Linked DNA regions of Mus musculus: all the other regions are linked to region 1. A link is a contact called in public Hi-C and promoter capture Hi-C data. All regions are on one chromosome and are shown on one strand. The core of a region is the stretch at or near the end of the contact, and the rest is flanking DNA. Distances in the headings are between cores, read along the strand shown. Region 1 holds the start of Agrp (agouti related neuropeptide). Region 2 overlaps Ranbp10 (RAN binding protein 10). Region 3 holds the start of Tsnaxip1 (translin-associated factor X (Tsnax) interacting protein 1).

The links. Hi-C and Micro-C count contacts between places; a contact is called where the count stands out from the background. Capture Hi-C pulls out chosen DNA fragments and counts their contacts.
Region 2: a Hi-C map of double positive thymocytes shows a contact between it and region 1, with 4 times the contacts expected there. The contact joins the enhancer-like site here to the promoter of Agrp in region 1. A contact is called at or near these places in 6 of 39 promoter capture datasets (the C10 cell line, the HPC-7 cell line, embryonic stem cells and 2 more), 1 of 15 datasets of contacts at CTCF or cohesin (embryonic stem cells), 7 of 484 Hi-C or Micro-C datasets (B cells, double positive thymocytes, embryonic stem cells and 3 more), 6 of 115 datasets of contacts at active chromatin or transcription factors (embryonic stem cells, large pre-B cells and stem cell-derived neural progenitor cells) and 4 of 9 other capture datasets (adipose tissue, embryonic stem cells, liver and 1 more).
Region 3: a promoter capture Hi-C map of adipose tissue shows a contact between it and region 1. The contact joins the promoter of Tsnaxip1 here to the promoter of Agrp in region 1. A contact is called at or near these places in 12 of 39 promoter capture datasets (the 3T3-L1 cell line, the C10 cell line, the HPC-7 cell line and 6 more), 1 of 15 datasets of contacts at CTCF or cohesin (large pre-B cells), 4 of 484 Hi-C or Micro-C datasets (the C2C12 cell line, LSK cells, double positive thymocytes and 1 more), 5 of 115 datasets of contacts at active chromatin or transcription factors (the 230-238 cell line, bone marrow-derived macrophages and embryonic stem cells) and 5 of 9 other capture datasets (adipose tissue, embryonic stem cells, liver and 2 more).

The regions. Positions count from the first base shown.
Region 1 is chr8:105,578,405-105,581,137 of GRCm38.p6, reverse strand. It overlaps Agrp (agouti related neuropeptide), which reads left to right and starts at 1,293. Exons shown (of 5, transcript NM_001271806.1): 1 at 1,293-1,488. The region is part of intron 3 of Gm38250 (predicted gene, 38250); the gene reads right to left.
Region 2 is chr8:105,787,793-105,790,492 of GRCm38.p6, reverse strand. All of the region lies in intron 3 of Ranbp10 (RAN binding protein 10), which reads left to right. Among named protein-coding and RNA genes, the nearest start is that of Gfod2, 31 kb to the right of the region's middle. Within about 2 kb of position 1,357, at least 69 of the 459 cell types and tissues checked have an H3K27ac peak or open chromatin away from gene starts, as enhancers often do. A contact at or near this core is called in B cells and double positive thymocytes, where this site is marked.
Region 3 is chr8:105,826,484-105,829,183 of GRCm38.p6, reverse strand. It overlaps Tsnaxip1 (translin-associated factor X (Tsnax) interacting protein 1), which reads right to left and starts at 1,440. Exons shown (of 16, transcript NM_024445.4): 1 at 1,357-1,440. The coding sequence starts at 1,397. Ranbp10 (RAN binding protein 10) reads left to right here and starts at 1,976. Exons shown (of 14, transcript NM_145824.5): 1 at 1,976-2,234. The coding sequence starts at 2,000.

The DNA of each region.
Region 1 (2,733 bases), core at 44-2,543:
CCAGGCTGGCCTGGAACTCAGAAATCCGCCTGCCTCTGCCTCTGCCTCTGCCTCCCCCTCCCGAGTGCTGGGATTAAAGGCATGCACCACCACACCCAGCTCATTGATCACTCTTGTATCCTTGCTTCCTACCAGTGAAACTCAACTAAGTACACAGCCTTTGACAGATCCATGGCCTGTCCCCTACAGGTCAGGGTATAGAGTTTCTGACACAGTCATGTGATTGTGAGGAGGACGTGATATAGAAAGAAATCCTTTAACAGTAGATCCCAGGCACGGAAGCCCTCAGGCTTTAGGCCAGAGCATACGTGTTACTGTGAGGAAGGGGAGGAAAGGGGCAGACTGCTAAACAGGAAGCAGAGGCCCAAGGAATCGTGTTTAGAAAGGATCAGGTAAGGTCATAAAACCAGCGCTGAGTTATTTCCAAAAATGTCACAAACCTTGCATTCACTCAGCTAGCAGAGTGCAGATACTGGAGCTTCTGAGAGACAAAGGCCTATCCCTGTTGTTCAACAAGGTGTCATTGTGTACCAGCTATGATCAGAGTTCCCTTAGATCGTGCCTTAGTGTTGGGGCTTGTGATGGCTATTCTTGATTGTCAAGTTGACTACATCTGGAATTAACTAAACCCCCCAAAGAGATGGCACACCTGTGAGGGCTTTCTGCTTAATTTGAAGTGAGAAGATCTACTTCTAATCCAGCTCTTTGAGGTAGGAAGACACACCTTTGATCCAGATCTAATCTGGGCCATACCTGTTGCTGGAAGCCATATAAGGACATGGAAGAAGGAAGCCTTTGCTCTTTGCCTGCTTGTTCTCCTTTGGCTAGCAAATCCATTCCTTCACTGGCATTACAGCCTACATCTTCAGGATTCCAGTGTTTACTGAAGACCAGCAGAGACATCCAGTCTCATGGACTGAGCAACTATCAGCTTCTCAGACTTTCCATTCATAGTCACCATTGTTGGATTATTTGTACCACTGCCTATAAGCCATTATAATAAATCATACACACACACACACACACACACACACACACACACGAGAGAGAGAGAGAGAGAGAGAGAGAGAGAGATTCTATAAATTCTTTTGCTATAGAGAACCCTGACTAATATAGTGTTCTTCCCTTAACACGAAAGACCTCAGGCAAGGGAGGGGATTTGAGCAGGCCTAGGCAGCAGGAGGAATCTGGTCCAGTTCCCTTAACACCTGCTTTTGTGCTGAGTCATGTAAACTTTTCTATCTACTGAGACTATCGTCACCTTGGCTGCCAGGCTCAGAGAAGGTCAACACAGCTTTGTTCCTTCTTGTCTATAGTTATTCCCCTGTCCTAGACCTTCCAGAACTGATGGGAAACTCTGACCAAATCCACCCCCTCCCCAAGAATGGACTGAGCATAAAGATGGCATGAGAGATGCCATCTTCCACCTTTGCAGCATTCCAGGCTATATAACAAAATCTGTGAGCTGGGACTGCAGACAACACAATGGTGAGTTTGGGGTCGGGGCAGGGGGCTATGATGGAGTTTTAACTGTATTTGGGATCTCCATGGTGGGCCATAACTTGTCCCAACTTATACCTTTTCTAGATTGACCCAGACACATGGTAGGCTTTGTTGTAAGGGGAGGAAGGCATTTTGTGTGCTACGTCTTCAATCCTGAAGACTTAGGCTGTAATGCTCCTCACTCTGTGAGAGTGTGTCCTGATTTCTAAGGTTATAGCCCTGTCCAACTCTGAGGGCAAGGTCTGCTCTACTGGGTTGTAGGGGAGCTTGGCAAAGACTTGAATTCTATTCTTTTTTTCCCCTCTTCTCTCGCCTGCCCTGCTCACCCCGGCTCTGCTTGCTTCTGCCCACAGATTTATTTATTTATTATATCTGAGTACACTGTACACTGTAGCTGTCTTCAGACACCCCAGAAGAGGGTATTAGATCTCATTACAGATGGTTTTGAGCCACCATGTGGCTGCTGGGATGTGAACTCAGGACCTTCAGAAGAGCAGTCTTAACGCTGAACCATCTCTCCAACCGGAATTCTATTTCTTTTTCTCTCTTCTTCTTTTTTTTTTTTTGTTTGTTTTTGTTTTTTCTAGACAGGGTTTCTCTGTGTAGCCCTGGCTGTCCTGGAACTCACTTTGTAGACTAGGCTGGCCTCGAACTCAGAAATCTGCTTGCCTCTGCCTCCCAAGTGCTGGGATTAAAGGCGTGAACTACCACCACCTGGCTAGAATTCTATTCTTTAAAGGGCTATTAGTAGCAAGAGTTGCATATGTTGTCATTGTGTGACACTAAAGGAGTTTGGAGAGTTAAGTCCTAGCATCCCGGCTGCAGGTGGAGGCTCTACACAGAAGACAAGGGGAGTTGGTGACACAGGGGGTATGGGAAGTTGTGGAAAAGGGAAGCAAAAAAGATCTATAAAATTTTCCGCCCATGGAATTCCAGAAAGCAGCCATCCCCTATCACACCCTGGAGCACAGTAGTTTCAGAAACAGACGTTCTGACTTTATCTCACATTCCAAAGCTTTTTTTTTTTTTAATTTTTCACAAAAAGCAGTACATGGATCTAGCTTCACCAGACCCTCCACCTTCCTACGTCACAGCTACGAAAACGGATTCTCAGACCTTGTGTGATGGGAGGTTCTCCTGCACCCCAGGATACTGAGTCACTCAGGGCTTAAGAACACCAACCTCTCAGACCAATAAAACTTTGCTCCAGCCATTTCGAGGCAAAACAGA
Region 2 (2,700 bases), core at 108-2,607, 210 kb before region 1:
GTGATAATTAAGCTGGTGTCTAAGGCTGTGAGAGAAAAGAACCTCACTAGAAATACTTCCTTTGGCTTGTCATGCACAGTCTCATGGAATCATGCCACCCGCCCCTGAAAGAAAGTCAGCTGAGAGAACTCAGGACCTGAGTGAAGAGTTGGGATTCAGACTCAAACACTGAGTCAGTAAGACCATTTGAACCTGTGAGTTTGAGATGAGCCAGTGCAATATAGTGACCCCTAAACTGAAATAAAACAAAATCAAGTCTGCTGACCCAAAGTCCACAGTTGAGTGGAATGTGGTAAAATACTGGTTTGAAGGCTCAGGGTCAGCCTAGCTTTGTGGGTAAGGCATGGGCTGGCCCCTTTGTATGGGCAACATTATGCCAGAACCTAGTGGGCAGCTACAGCCTCGGCCCCGCCCAGGGTTTTGACCTAGAATACTGATGATGTGCTTTGGTGGCCGTCCTCCCCACTCCTTGTTACTTTGGGACTGAAGCCCCTGATGTGTCTTGGTGTATGGGAGTGCCATGGGTGGGCTCCCAGCACCATCATGCTGGAGTCCTGGCATTCCCCACAGAGTCTCTCACTCTGCATAGTATGTGGGGATGCCAAGACAATGAGCCATTTCCCTAGCCCAGCCTGTACTTAGGTGTTGGGTCTTCCTATTTTGATGGTGAGTCAGGGGAAGTGGGTGGTACTGGGGTTCCTAAACTGGACACATAGAGCCTCCTGGGCTGAATGTAGCTTGCCTTGCCTTGCCTTGCCTTGCCTTGCCTTGCCTTTGTGTTTGTGGCATCTGGTAGGTACTTGATTGTGGCAGGCACCTTGCCATTTGGCTTTTCTGATAGAGTGCCAGTGTGATCAGTTCTCTGAGAGTAGCAATACCTGATTTCTTTGGAGAAGGAGGAATGGTGACAACATCCTGTAAGAGTGTTGTCCCCATTTATACAGCCCAGCCTTCTTTCTGAATCACAGCTACCTGGATGTGATTCCCTGTAGAGTCCGACCCAGACAATAGTGCCCACCTGTCCTCTCATGACCCCTACGTCCTTTGAAGCATCTGGCTCTAGTCCTGGTTTTGTTTTGTTTTGCAGGGCTGGGCATCAAACCCAGAGGGTTTCAAGTATGCGAGGCAAGCAGTCTGCCACCGACCTTCATTCATGTCTGTGGTCTTGCAGTGGGAATGGCAAATCTCATTAGCAGATACATAACAAACTTTACCAGGCTCACCCAGAGAAAGGGGAGTGTGCATGCTGTTAGCATAAGGGCACAAGTGGGGAAGAATGCACCGTTCTTAAGGAGAGGGTGCTGGGTAGGAGGGGCTTACTCAGGCATGGGTATTGGCCCCCTACATAGGGAGAGGGAAGTCAGCACCATAGATGGCTCTCAAACGTCTGGGGACACCACATCCTCTGCCTTGTTTATTGGTGAGGAATAGAGAACCGCAGGAGGGAAGCTGTTGTTAGAGCAGAGGCATATCTACCACCTGGCTGTAGTCTCTTTTCAAAGTGAGAAGCAACTTCATTGTCAGTCTCTGTATACTAGGCAGGCACTCTTATCACCGAGCTATGTCTTCCGTCCTAATAAACATTCCTTGTGTACCTGCATGAACCACATATTCAGTAGTATGGACAGAAGGATGCTTAAATATGGTTCCTTTAGTCAGAAAACTTTGATTGCATTAAGGAAGAGAACCTCTCTTTAACCAGCTTGTTCTGCTCATCTCTGGAAAGGCAAACAGGTTCCAGGTCTCAAGTACCTATATTTTCCTCAGGACTCTTGCCTCTGCGCTCTGCTTATTAGCTTTAGGCTCCTAAACTGACTTTCTCTAAGAGGTTAGAACAGTGGCTGAAAGGAACTTTGAGAGCTGCTATTCTTATAGTTACCTGTGGAAAGTTGTTTCTCAGGTGGGCTGATTGTATTCCCTTCACCCAAATGTCTGTCCCCCTGGTCCTCTTGGCAAGTAGAACTCTGCTCAAAAGTATATTAGTGTTTGCCTGGATATATGGTGCCTATGCACCACATGCATGCAGTACCCATGGAGCCCAGAAGAGGGCAATGAATCTCCTGGAACTGAAATTACACAAATGGTTGTGAGCTGCCATGTGGGTACTAGAAATTGAACCCAGGCTCTGGAAGAGCAGCCAGTGCTCTTAACCGCTGAACTATGTCTCTGCTCTCTTCCAGGTATATCTTGCTTACTTGTTTACTTACATGTTATGTCTTCTCTGTTCCATTCCCCCCTTTGCAAGCTCCTCGGAGTAGGCTTTATTAGTTTTGCAGTGGCCAAGGGGGCAGCACCTGTCCTTTCCAGAAAGGAAGGTCTCATGCTAGCTATGAACCGTCCTGTTGTTACAGCTGCTATTCCTAAGGAAAAACACATTCTGGGTTTTTTAAATATTTTATTTATTTGTATTTTATGTATATGAATGTTTGCCTACATGTTCATGTGTGTGCAGCCCAGATAGGCCAGAAGAGGAAATCAGTGTGCTGGAATTGAGTTACGGCAATTGTGAGCTGCTTGGTGGGTGCTGGGAACCAAACTTAGGTCCTCTGCAAAGAGCACTAAGTGCTCTCAACCACGGAGTCATCTCTTCAGTGTCCTGATTTTGTTGTTGTTGTTGTTGTTGTTGTTTGAGATAGTGTTTCACTGTGTAGCCTCACCCCACTTACTGTCTGCTGGTATTAAAGGCATAGACCACCACAC
Region 3 (2,700 bases), core at 191-2,690, 250 kb before region 1:
TTTCAAGAGAGGGTTTCTCTGTATAGTCCTGGCTGTCTTGGAACTCACTCTGTAACTCTGTAGACCAGGCTGGCCTCGAACTCAGAAATCTGCCTGCCTCTGCCTCCCAAGTGCTGGGTTCAAAGGCGTGCGCCATCACCACACAACCTAGACTCCTATTTTTTAAAAAGTGATTTAACACCAAACCTCAAGGAGGAATGCAAAATATTTACATTTATATCTCAATGGTGGTGAAAACTCGGTGTTATAAATGGCTGCAGGCAATGTGTGCTCAGGAGAATTTCCTAGTATTGAATGACCTTCACAGACAACCCATTAAAGTAGCAAGCAGGGATATGAGAACAAAGGGAGAAAAGCCCATACATAGGAGGAGAAACATTCTCCAAGGAAATATAAAACTCTAAGGTCTCTTTTATCAGGTTCTGCTTACATTCTACTGTGCTAAGCTCTGATCTGTCCATCTTGTTGACCCTCTCTAACGTCTGAGGGAGAAAACCCACACTGCATCTCTATAAGGGAAACAGTGTGTCACTACATGAACTGTGAATTAATATGTCACATAACCATCAAACTCAGCTTATAAAAACTACATTGTGCTCCCTTCCTAATGAATGAAGATTCTGAGTCTGTTTCATATTCTGTGTGTTGCTGGGGATCAAACCAGGTCCTGGCATGTTCTAGCTACAGCCCCAGCCCTATTACATATTTTTTCATAGACAGTAATTTTCCTGGATTATGCCTTTGATGGGAAACAGTTGTCTCTTTCAACCTGCTGCTGCCTGTTTCTCGGAGACTTTTTTTTTCCTTCAGGGACAATCATAACATTGGTATTTTCTGTCCTTGGAACCTCTGTAGGCTTATTATTATTATTTTAATTCATTTATTTTAAGATGGGTCTCTCCATATAGCCCTGACTGTCCTGCAACTCTCACTGTTCAACAGGCTGTCCTTTTGTAGCCTTTTTCTACCAAGGCAGCAGACCTTGAAAGATTAGAGTTGAGAATGAAATCACCTCTCTCGCCCTTCTTCCACTACTGGGAATGAGCAGGTGGGAAACTGAATGCTTCTTATAAACAGGAGTTGTGAGAATTTCACATATAATTATAATAAGGCACTTCGTTTTTTAGTGTCTAGCTAAGATCATCTATCTACGATAAAGTACACCTGCACTTTTGGCAGCTTGTAACGTTCTTACTGGACTGACGAGTCAGCCCCAATTCTATTACAACTGTATCGCTGATTCTGCGGCGCTGAAGTCCTACCCAAAGAACAGACAGTGCAGCGATCGGAATCAGTGTCATTTTTCTTTTTGGAAATATTCAAGTCTTCCCCGCCCTCAGCCCGGCCAGGTGCTACCTTGGCTTGGAGAAACTTTTACGCTCCTGTAGGTTGGCCATGACTTTGGAGCAGATGCAGGATTGAGCCGTTGCGGTAGTGTACAGTCCGTTGCCATAGGGACCAGACCCCAGCAGCCTCTGCGTTGAGGGCGGGCTCACAGTTGAGCCACGCCTCCAGCCCCCGCCCCCGTGAGCACTCTGGAGAAAGGCCAAGCAGTAAAAGTAGACCTGGAGCTGGGGATGGGGTATTCTGAGAACCAGTCAATACAGCAAATTTGATATTAGCTACAGAACTGAGGCAGAAGAATAAAGTGAGACCGTGGACGAGGAAGGCGAGCTTCGAGGTCTGGCCACTTGGCCAGTCGGGAATGGTAGTTCTCAGTGGTTCGGAGTCTTCGTTGTACTGGCTTGTGAGTGAGCAGTGATGTACTACATCTTCCGAAGTTCTCCAGGAACCCTCGTTGGCCGGCTTCTACAGCGCTATGCATTGTGGGATATGTAGTCTAAATCTGGCGAAGTATAGTAGTGTCCAGAGAAAGGTTGCCGGGACTCGGACTCAGTTTCCCTACGACCCTGGGATGCTCACGGCCCATTGGCTGAGCAAGGCAAATCTGGTTGCACTCCTCCCCGCCCCCAGTGACACAATAGCAGCTCCCTCCAAGATGGCGGCGGCGACGGCAGACCCGGGAGCTGGGAACCCGCAGGCTGGGGACTCCTCCGGTGGGGACTCCGGGGGCGGGCTACCGTCACCTGGAGAGCAGGAACTGAGTCGGCGCCTGCAGCGCTTGTACCCTGCGGTTAATCAGCACGAGACGCCGCTGCCGCGCTCCTGGAGCCCCAAGGACAAGTACAACTACATCGGCCTCTCCCAGGGAAACCTCCGTGTCCATTACAAAGGTATCAGCGGGTCTGGCCGCTGGGAGACAAGTTTACTGCGTCTGCAGGGAGGCTGTGCCCATTTTCCCTTTCTTTGCCCGGGTTTTCTGAGAGTTGGGCCTTAGCCCAGCGGAACGTCCAGAGTAGAGGGGTTGGTCAGGCCGGGGTTTACCCTGCTTCCTTTGCTCTGTTCCTAAATATTAGACTCAGAGACAACTGCATTAAATGTCCAAAACTAGACAGGACCTTCCACTTCAGGGCCACCCTTCTTTCCTGAGCTGGCTCCAATTTATGCTAGGCCCTTTACCACGGCTTAGTTTCAGTCTTTTTTTTGCAAAAAGAGGTGGTAACATTGCCACAGTAAGTGCATGGGCTGCCTGGCTGCCAGTCATCCCGGGACTGGGCTAGGCGCTGTGTGCTAAAGTTGTTGTTGGTGACTTCCATTTTTGCCACTTCCTTCCCCTGGGCTCCAGGCTGGGCTGTTTGG